Linked DNA regions of Bicyclus anynana: region 1 is linked to region 2. The links are chromatin contacts, called in public Hi-C maps. All regions are on one chromosome and are shown on one strand. Each heading gives the region's core, a stretch centred on a gene start, on an enhancer-like site or on the middle of the called end of the contact. The rest is flanking DNA. Distances are from core to core; before and after follow the strand shown.

Region 1 (4,507 bases), core at 234-2,733, 190 kb after region 2:
GGCGCCACAAGTTACTGAGAATGGATCTAAAGTGAATAAATAGGACAGCAGAAAAAGAATGACATATATTAGTATTTTCCAATGGCGGATGCGTAAAAAGTAAGTTCGTAATTTAGTGACTAGTTCATCTAGCTAATGGTACAAGGCAGAGGCAAGGGTTCGATCCCCGGCCGGGCCGATTGAGGTTTTCTTAATTGGTCCAGGTCTGGCTGGTGGAAGGCTTCAGCCGTGGCTAGTTACCACCCTACCGGCAAAGACGTATCGCCGAGCGATTTAGCGCTCCGGTACGATGTCGTGTAGAAAACGAAAGGGGTCTGTATTTGGATTTTCATTCAACTCCTAATAAGTTAGCCCGCTCCCATCTTAGATTGCATCATCATTTACTCTTACTTACTTATCAGATGAGATAGTAATCAAAGGCTAACTTGTAATACATAAAAAAAATAAACAGACGCTGGTAGTTCCTCAAGCAGCGCTAATGTTTGACTGAAGTATTAGCTATTAGCTAGTATAGAGATCAGTGGTCGCAATCTTTTGTCGTTTTACCCTCTCTCTTTGTACCACGCGGTCGAGGACTGAGTTATGAGATTTGCCTATAAAGGAGCAGTTTTAGTTTCGTTACATGAATATAGCATATGAATATCGGCCCCTTGAATATTGAAATGAATAAGCTTGAACGTGTTTCGGTGACGCAATAGTTACACTCGAGGCGCAGTGCCCGGCACACTCGGTTGTGGTGATATTGTGTTGTTTACATATTTTTTTTTTAATCAACTATGTAGTTACTCAAGTAGTTTGAATTGTGATGCAGTTTTGCCTTACCAAGTCTTTTATTATCCATAGACGAAAGTTTTGAATTGAATACTTCTTTTTTACAATTCATGCATGGTCAAATATTAGTTGTGTGTTGGATTTTTGGACAGTTGACGAATTATTTAATTTCCTGTACTGTGACGAATCTGTCCTTTCATTACATCCGCTTATAAACTTATCGTCATTGTGGCATTCATAAAAACGATAAGTAATCATTGCACACCATGTATTTTACTTGACAAAAAATGTCGTTATTTTACATTTTACAAGTGTTGCATTAAAAAAATACGCACTCAAAAAACGCACCTCAAAAATAAGTATATTCTATTTCCGATTACAATAAAATACCACGGAATGCTTTTTAAGAATTTATATTTATATACACTGGGTATTTTTGTCTTTAACAAAATATTACTATTATTAAAATGAAGGACACGTAATTCGTTATAGTAATATATATGCATATAATAAATGAGATTCGTCCCGTCCGTATCCGACACGTAGCTAGTGGCGCGGGTGTGGGGTGTTCGCTCCAGTGCGTGTGTCTAACCGTCCGTGTGTTGCAGTTCCACCGTCGCCCACCCGTCCGAGTTGCCGCCGTCGCCGCACCAGTGGGAATGACGCGAGACCAAGCGCGGCTTCGACAAGCGACGCGCCGTCTACGCCGATACGCGATAACCGACCTTAACGCCCACGCGTTTAGTACTCATTCCCTCTGCGTCATATACACGTAGTTGACGATACGATGTAGAAGAATCATAACGTCATCGCTTATTGCAACAGAGGACCACACGAAAAGAAGCTGATATGCTATATTCGACTCTATTACCAACACAGTTAAACTTGATTTCCTTTGAAAAAATAATTGACAGAATAATGTGATAAATTATACGTGGTGCGAAAACTACTTTATTGCTGTCAAAGCTTGATCAGATAATTATTATTGGACTACGAATGTTGGCATGTAATGTAAAAATTGAGATCAATTAGGATATTATTATTATTCTGCCGCACATAGAATATTGGAGTACTTTAAAAATATACGCGTTGAGGTATAACGCTTGTGTATCGATGAAAATATAAAATTAATACATTCTTGTGCGTGGCCAATCAATAGGTCGCAAACAAAAAAACTTTTAGTTAATTTTAGTAGTTAAATTTTGGTTTATATTATAAGCAAAAACAGAACGAGAGTTGTCTGTGAAGGATTATTTTAATTTTAACATTGAGTTAGTCCACCGTTCGAACGAGTATTATGTTCATTAATTATTATTTTTAAACAAGTTATTGAACATCGTATGGAATGTTATTTACCTATAATAACAAAATCTTAAAATAAATCTATTTTGAGATTTGAATCCAAACGTTTGGGCTATACCTTAATTGTCCAATTTTCCTGTATAACGGAAAACGACTTTGTGATGAATGAAACTGTATAATGTAATGTACATGTATACATAGAGCTGTAAGGACTTTCGGACACACGTATTTTGCTTTATTATATAAGTATCTTGACATACTTTGTAGGTTTATAGGTACTAGATAAGTCCACGGTCTGAAAATATGAGACCCTAATAAATGACCTTAACAAATGGACTTAATTAAAGGGCTACCAAATATTATACTGTTTCAAACGTTATTTTAGATTAGTATAAATAGTATACATAGGGGATTTGTATATAAAGTGTGACGAAAAATGAAGATAAGGGATAGTTAATGATGGTATGCGGTACGAACAAAGGCTATTTTAAATCTTTTAGTAAATCCAACTTGAAGTGAAAATGCAATTTCTTTAGAAATATGATGGAAGATAAATTAAAGTTTGGCGTAACTTTCTTAAAAAGTAAATAAAAAGTAAAAAAAGGATAATGGTCGGCATGGATTTGAACATTAACAGAGAGTTTGAGGTAAATTGTGTGCGATGTCCTAAAGGTTAGGCATTTTAAAACTTTAGTGAAATATTTGAAAGTAGAAAAATCAGAGTATATTTAATTTTTCAGGGTGGATATATTCTTATTAGAGCGTCAGTCATTGGTTTCTCAGTCCTGATTGGTACTGCAAATATATATAATTCAATTCTAGACACTGTTTTCCTTAACATCTTAAATCAGGAGTGAATCGGCACCTTTTTGGAAGCGTATTGTAAGCTGTATTCACTTACCATAGTATTACCATGAGGCTTATTTGCAGCCAAGCTCTAGCCTACATTTTATTAAAAATAGATAAGAATTTATTTATTTTGTCATCATCCGTCACCCATGATGATGATATTCATCCTGATATTCATTAATTTATATTAAGGATGAACTTCCGCAAAGTAACGCCTGCTTCTATCCAATATTATTAAAAAGTCCTAGTATTGGATTAATCTACTTGAGCTATTCCACCTTTAGCATGTACCTGATTGCAATGAACCAAATTTGCAGTATATTTTACCCAAATTACCTTTTTATAGATAAGATACATGTAACCAATAATTTATGGGTTTAATAAAAAGATACCGATGTACATTTTAGAGATAATGTCTGTCCATCTTAAATAATAATTCAACATCAAATAATGTGCCCGTCAATCATTTCGGCAAGTTCTTTGTTCGACGTCCGTGCCGACCATTCTAGAAAACTTTTATTAAAAGTCATACAACGAAAGAAGAATCGCAGATGTAGGGGACCGGGATGAAAGTAAATATTGTTAGAGTTTGACTTTTAAGGCATATACACATTGTGACACTCATTTGTTTCGACGTCTCCGATATTACAACAACCTAATGTTAGCAAGTTGTAGATTCATTAACACGCTATTGAATGCGGAAAAATGCTTTATATTTTGACTAGTTTCCAATTTGGCTATAACCCACACTACCTTGTAATTATAATAATTGAAAATTAAAGTTATATAAGAACAAACAGAGAATCATAGTGTAAACATAGGTTTATAATATGCAACTGGTTCGTTTAAAAGTGCTTGTAAACTAATCCTGGTCCTGTTCAATTTGGGTATTTATACTTGATTGATTTGACAGCAGTCGATTGCCTTTAACAGCAGTCGGCAACAGTCGTCGACTGCTGTCGACTGCCGTTGACTGTCGTTGACTGCCGTCGACTGCCGTTGACTGTCGTTGACTGCCGTCGACTGCCGCCGAGACGTCGTCGACTGATGTCGGCGGTAGCAGTTGCTGCTCGTGTAAATGAACCCTTAAGATCTGTTAAGTATCCCGTTGTTCGATCCTCAATAGTGTTTAAAGTCGAATAACCGTTTCTTTCGTTCTCTGGACTGCATCGAACAAATGAGTGTTGTAATTAAAAAAAAAGTAATATGATTGCTTAGTAGGGATAGTGACATAAATAAATATTTGCGATTCTGTATGGTATACGCGTGCGTGAATAGGTTTCTGTGTGTGCCTGATCGTATGGACATTGCCAGCAATAAATATTGCAATATAATTAATTAATAATTATATAAATAATTCGTAATCGTGTTAAATTCATTTTTTTAATTGATTAATTCGATATTGGAAATATATTATTATTAATAATAATAATAATAATTGTTAAATTTATTAATTGCCACGTTGGGTAACTTTGATTTGCAGTGTTGAAAATGGCAACTAAAACGAATAGCTTAATTTTTGATTTATCGTGTATTGTGACAACAATAATAAATATTTTACAGTTAATTACACTGATAAATACAA
Region 2 (4,696 bases), core at 22-2,521:
CATCAGCTAGATGCATTAGGAGTTAGGAATGTACCTATCGATAACGGTAGAAGGATTTAGGAATTGTTGTTGAGCCGTTGATCTGCACTGGAGGATGTTCCCAGGAACACTACGATCTGGTTCATAAGCGTGAACCTCAATCGTCTAATACATATATTATGTAGATAGGTTAGGAAGCTTTTATCTATCTATCTTTCTGTTTAACTAAATCTCATCATATTAGCAACCCATATTCGGCTCACTGCTGAACACAAGTCTTCTCTCAGAATGAGAGGAGTTTGGCCAATAGTCCGCCGCGCTGGCCCAATGCGAATTGGCAGACTTCACTCATGTAGAGGGTTAAGAAAAATCTCAGGTATGCAGTTACCCTCACGATGTTTTTCCTTTACCGTTTGAGACACGTGATATTTAATTTCATAAATGCACACAACTGAAAAATTGGAGGTGCATGCCCCGAACCGCATTCGACCCCACACCCTCCGGAATCGGAGGCGGAGGTCATATCCTAGCTAGCTTCAGCACACAAATAACATTAAAAAAACGAAAACTGTAAGTAGGTACATGTCGCTTGGTGACCCTCGGCCCTCGTCCCTTAAAACGTGGAGACGAAAGAAAGCTGTTACTTTACATAAGAATACGGGTACTTTCAGGGGTCATCGATAACTAAAATGTGCACACAGATAACATAAAAAATTAAAAAATATTTTCGTTTGCCACCCATCCCTTGGAATGGGGGATGAAAGGTTATCTATATTAAGGAACTTTCGTAATTTTTTAAGTTAGGACTTTGGTAATATAAGTTTGTATTTAGAATATTGTTTACAAATAAAAAAATATATACCTACGTACTTTAATTTGGTCCAATGCAAAATTAGTTACATAAAATATTAATAAACAAAGATATTTCTCAAGCAGGTACTTAGGCAGGTTTCTTCACGATGTTTTTCCTTCATCGTTTGAGACACGTGATATTTGATTTCTTAAAATGTACATACCTACCTAACCGAAAAGTTCGAACCTACGCCCTCCGAATTGAAGGCAGAGGTCATATCCATTGGGCTATCACGTCACTCAATAATAGCTACTGTGTAATTAATACCTACTTAAATTTGTATTAAATATCACAGAAAAAATATTTACTACTGAAAATAATTTAGTTCATTGAAAAGTAGATTTAGCCAAGCCGAAGCCATGAAAGCACACAGCACAGCAGCTGTTCATTGCGTCGTCGCCATTGTTGTTTTCTGTCTCGCTCTTTTGCCGTTTCCTCTGGCGTCCCCCTCCGACCGCCAGTCTCGTTCGATTTTCTTAGCGTGTGGACGTTCGTGTGTTGTGTGAGAATAATAATAATTCACCACGGTCTCATCCTTTGTCTTCAAAATACTGCCAAAAGAAACAAACCTTCTTCGCGAGAATTACTTGTAACAGTTTGTTTAGCGTGCATTCATTTGTGACTGGCGGAATTGACAGGTGTCCCGGGTCCCGTCGAACCGTGTATCGTCGCAGAGTGCGTCGACTGTGGAGTGTAGTGTTCCCCGCATCGTCGTTTGAGCATGAATAATAAAGAAGCAGCCGGTGTAAGCGTCGCGTGTGGACCGTCAGCGAGCTGGTGATAGGGCGCCGTGTCGTGGCCGTGTGATGCGTCTGCGGTGACGGCTGGATGGCGGCTGTAAGCGGCCCCGCGCGGCACTCTCGCGTCTCCATGAGTGTGTCCATGTCCCTGATGCAGGGCGGTACGCAGAGCGCGCCGCAGGGCGCCATCCTGGCGGCGGCGGCGCCCTACTACCAGGCGCCGGCGATCCCGACCGACGTGCAGCCAGATCGCCCCATCGGCTACGGCGCCTTCGGGGTTGTATGGTGAGTAACCTCATCTTTTTTTTGTAGTAGAACTTCTCTAACTTGACTTGGGCAGTAAGTTGATGAATGACATTATGAGAAAGAAATAAAGAAGTTTTAGCTTGGTGCTTCGAAGAGGTGCCTGTTCACTCTCATTTATTTTTTAAAATCTCTGACCCAACCTCAGACTCCAATAACTTCTGATTTTAGGTTATTGAACATACTGTTATAAGCAGGCTGTTTTATTAAAATATTTTTTTAAAAAATTGCATTTACTTGAAAGTAGGACTGTAAAGTTTTGTTATGTATTGTACTTAAAAACTAAATCATTTGGTTACAAAATCAACAGTAATGTACGCATTTACCTTATTTACATAGTAAAGTGATTAAAAAACAATGTTTTAAACTGCTCAATTCAATAAAAGTTACTTTGTCAATAAAGTTTTTCAGCCAACTAAACTGTTTAATTAATTTATTATTGGAACAGTTGTTATTAATTTATAATATTATTTAGTAAATAATACTTATATCTACTAGGCAATTGCATTCTACCATACCATCATTATCACTTACCATCAGGTATGATTGTAGCCAAGCAGCAAGCACTAACTTTTACTGCAGCATTTCTTGCTGGCTGACTGACTTAAAACTGACTTTTTAAAAGTGCTATAGATAAAAGTCTGATGAAAAACAATTTTAAGAAATAAATATAAAGTCTCCATATTGCAACAAAGTTTGTAAATGAATGTATTACAAACTTTGTTTATAATATAAATTCATATAATTCATATTGCTAATACCTAAATTCTTTCAACATTACAATTATAATTATATTATCATAATGATAGCCCATGGCTATAAAACAGACTTAACTAATGAAGTAGTCATTTATCATAATTAGGATTAGTTGAATAGTAAATTAGAATATGAACTCCAGTTTCTGACAGATTACCTTTTACTGGTAGTTTTTTTTTGATAAATTAAGCAGTTAACTTCTCCAAAATCTCAGGGTAATTTATGTACCATTTAATTTACTGTTAACTTTTATGTAAAATATCATTATTAACATTATATTTTGAATAATTAAGTAAGTATGATCACACAAACTAAAAAAACTAAATTGAAATCACTTCATCCATTCAGGAGTTATTAAGCCACAGACAGACTCAGACAGACAGACACATCAAACTTATAACACACTTTTTTTTGTTGTAATTTATGTATACAATTCGAAACATGAGCTACTACATTGTGTGATCATCAAACTTTGATACTTTTATGTAAAACAACATTATTAACATCATATTTTGAATGAAATAAATAATCATGTTAAATGATCACACCAACTAAAAAAGCTAAATTAAAATTGCTTCACCTGTTCAGGAGCTATGACACCACAGACAGACAGAGACAGACAGACACACACATCAAACTTATAATAACCCTCTTTTTGCATGGGGGGTTAAAATATCTGTCATTTAAGTATTGAAATATATTAATTACCCTGCAGGTATATCTATATCTATACTAATATAATAAAGCTGAAGAGTTTGTTTGTTTGTTTGTTTGATTGAACGCGCTAATCTCAGGAACTACTGGTCCGATTTGAAAAATTCTTTCACTGTTAGATAGCCCATTTATCGAGAAAGGCTATAGGCTATATATTATCCCCATATTCCTACGGGAACAGGAACCACGCGGGTGAAACCGCGCGGCGTCAGCTAGCTGTGTATAAAATTCAAATATTTACTTAAATTGATGTCAGTTCCTGTAGAATTGTAGCAGCCAACCACTATTCCATATTTACTTATACAAAGGAGACAAAGAAACCCCTAGTATCTGTTCAAATGTTTTTTGTCAAGTACTTACTTATATATGTGAAATAAATTAATAGAAAGCTTTATAATGACTTGTATGGCAATAATTACTAATACATTGATAAGATTTTTAGAACAGTGACAAGTTAACCAACTAATGAAATTAATTATACTACAGCCTTTCTTGATTACCAACAAAGAAATAAGAAATGAAGGTAGAATATCCATGTCATAACTTATTTATTTTAAATGATGTATGGTTCATTTTTGCAGTACTTAGGTAAAATTTGGTTGGTACTTATCTAGTTTGTTTATGGTAATCATTTTAATATTTTAATACAGAGACCTTTCTAATATAATAATACAATAGTTTCTTTTTTCTTTACAAACAGTAGAGCTATGTGTAGGTAATAACAAAAGCATATTTCCTTTAGAAAGTCTGAAAAGAACTTGTTTTTACATACTGGATTGTTGCAACCTTAATATAAACCTTGCAGATAAAAAGTTGTGCATGAACAATTATTCTGGTTTGTACTTTATTTTCCACTGTAGATACTTAGGTACTTGCCTTTATTTATATGCCATACAAATCTTTTTTATTACCTTTAAACATGAGGTTGGTTGAAAACAATAGAAAGCCCCAAAATCTACGGAGTATTTATAATAATATAATGTAGGTTTTTAGACACAGCAGTGTGTAAGCCAAGTCCAAAAAACGACATTAATGACACAAACCATTTTGAACTACATTCATTATTCAGTGCAAAATCATATCATTATTAGCAACTCATATTCGGCTCACTAGAGAGTACGAGTCTCCTCTAACAAAGAGGTGAGGCCATCAGTCCACTTCACACATCTAGAGAATTAAGAAAACTCTCAGGTATGCAGGTTTCCTCATAATGTTTTCCTTCACCGTTTGATACTTGTGATATTTAATATACTTAATAGAGCAATATCCATCAGGACTCTGTAACGAACACCAGAACAATGTGCCTCTTGATGGCAGGAAAAAGCATGGCAGTAGTTCTTCTGATGAGCTC

Evidence for each region. Hi-C and Micro-C count contacts between places; a contact is called where the count stands out from the background.
Region 1: a contact with region 2 is called in a Hi-C map of whole larva, with 3 times the contacts expected there. The contact joins the enhancer-like site here to the promoter of LOC112043565 in region 2. A contact is called at or near these places in 2 of 2 Hi-C or Micro-C datasets (whole body and whole larva).

The regions. Positions count from the first base shown.
Region 1 is chr5:15,419,263-15,423,769 of ilBicAnyn1.1, forward strand. It overlaps LOC112043565 (serine/threonine-protein kinase NLK), which reads left to right. Exons shown (of 10, transcript XM_024079044.2): 10 at 1,380-4,507. The coding sequence ends at 1,434. Among protein-coding and RNA genes, the nearest start is that of LOC112043574, 9.9 kb to the right of the region's middle. Within about 2 kb of position 1,484, at least 5 of the 8 cell types and tissues checked have open chromatin away from gene starts, as enhancers often do.
Region 2 is chr5:15,228,144-15,232,839 of ilBicAnyn1.1, forward strand. LOC112043565 (serine/threonine-protein kinase NLK) reads left to right here and starts at 1,272. Exons shown (of 10, transcript XM_024079044.2): 1 at 1,272-1,857. The coding sequence starts at 1,661.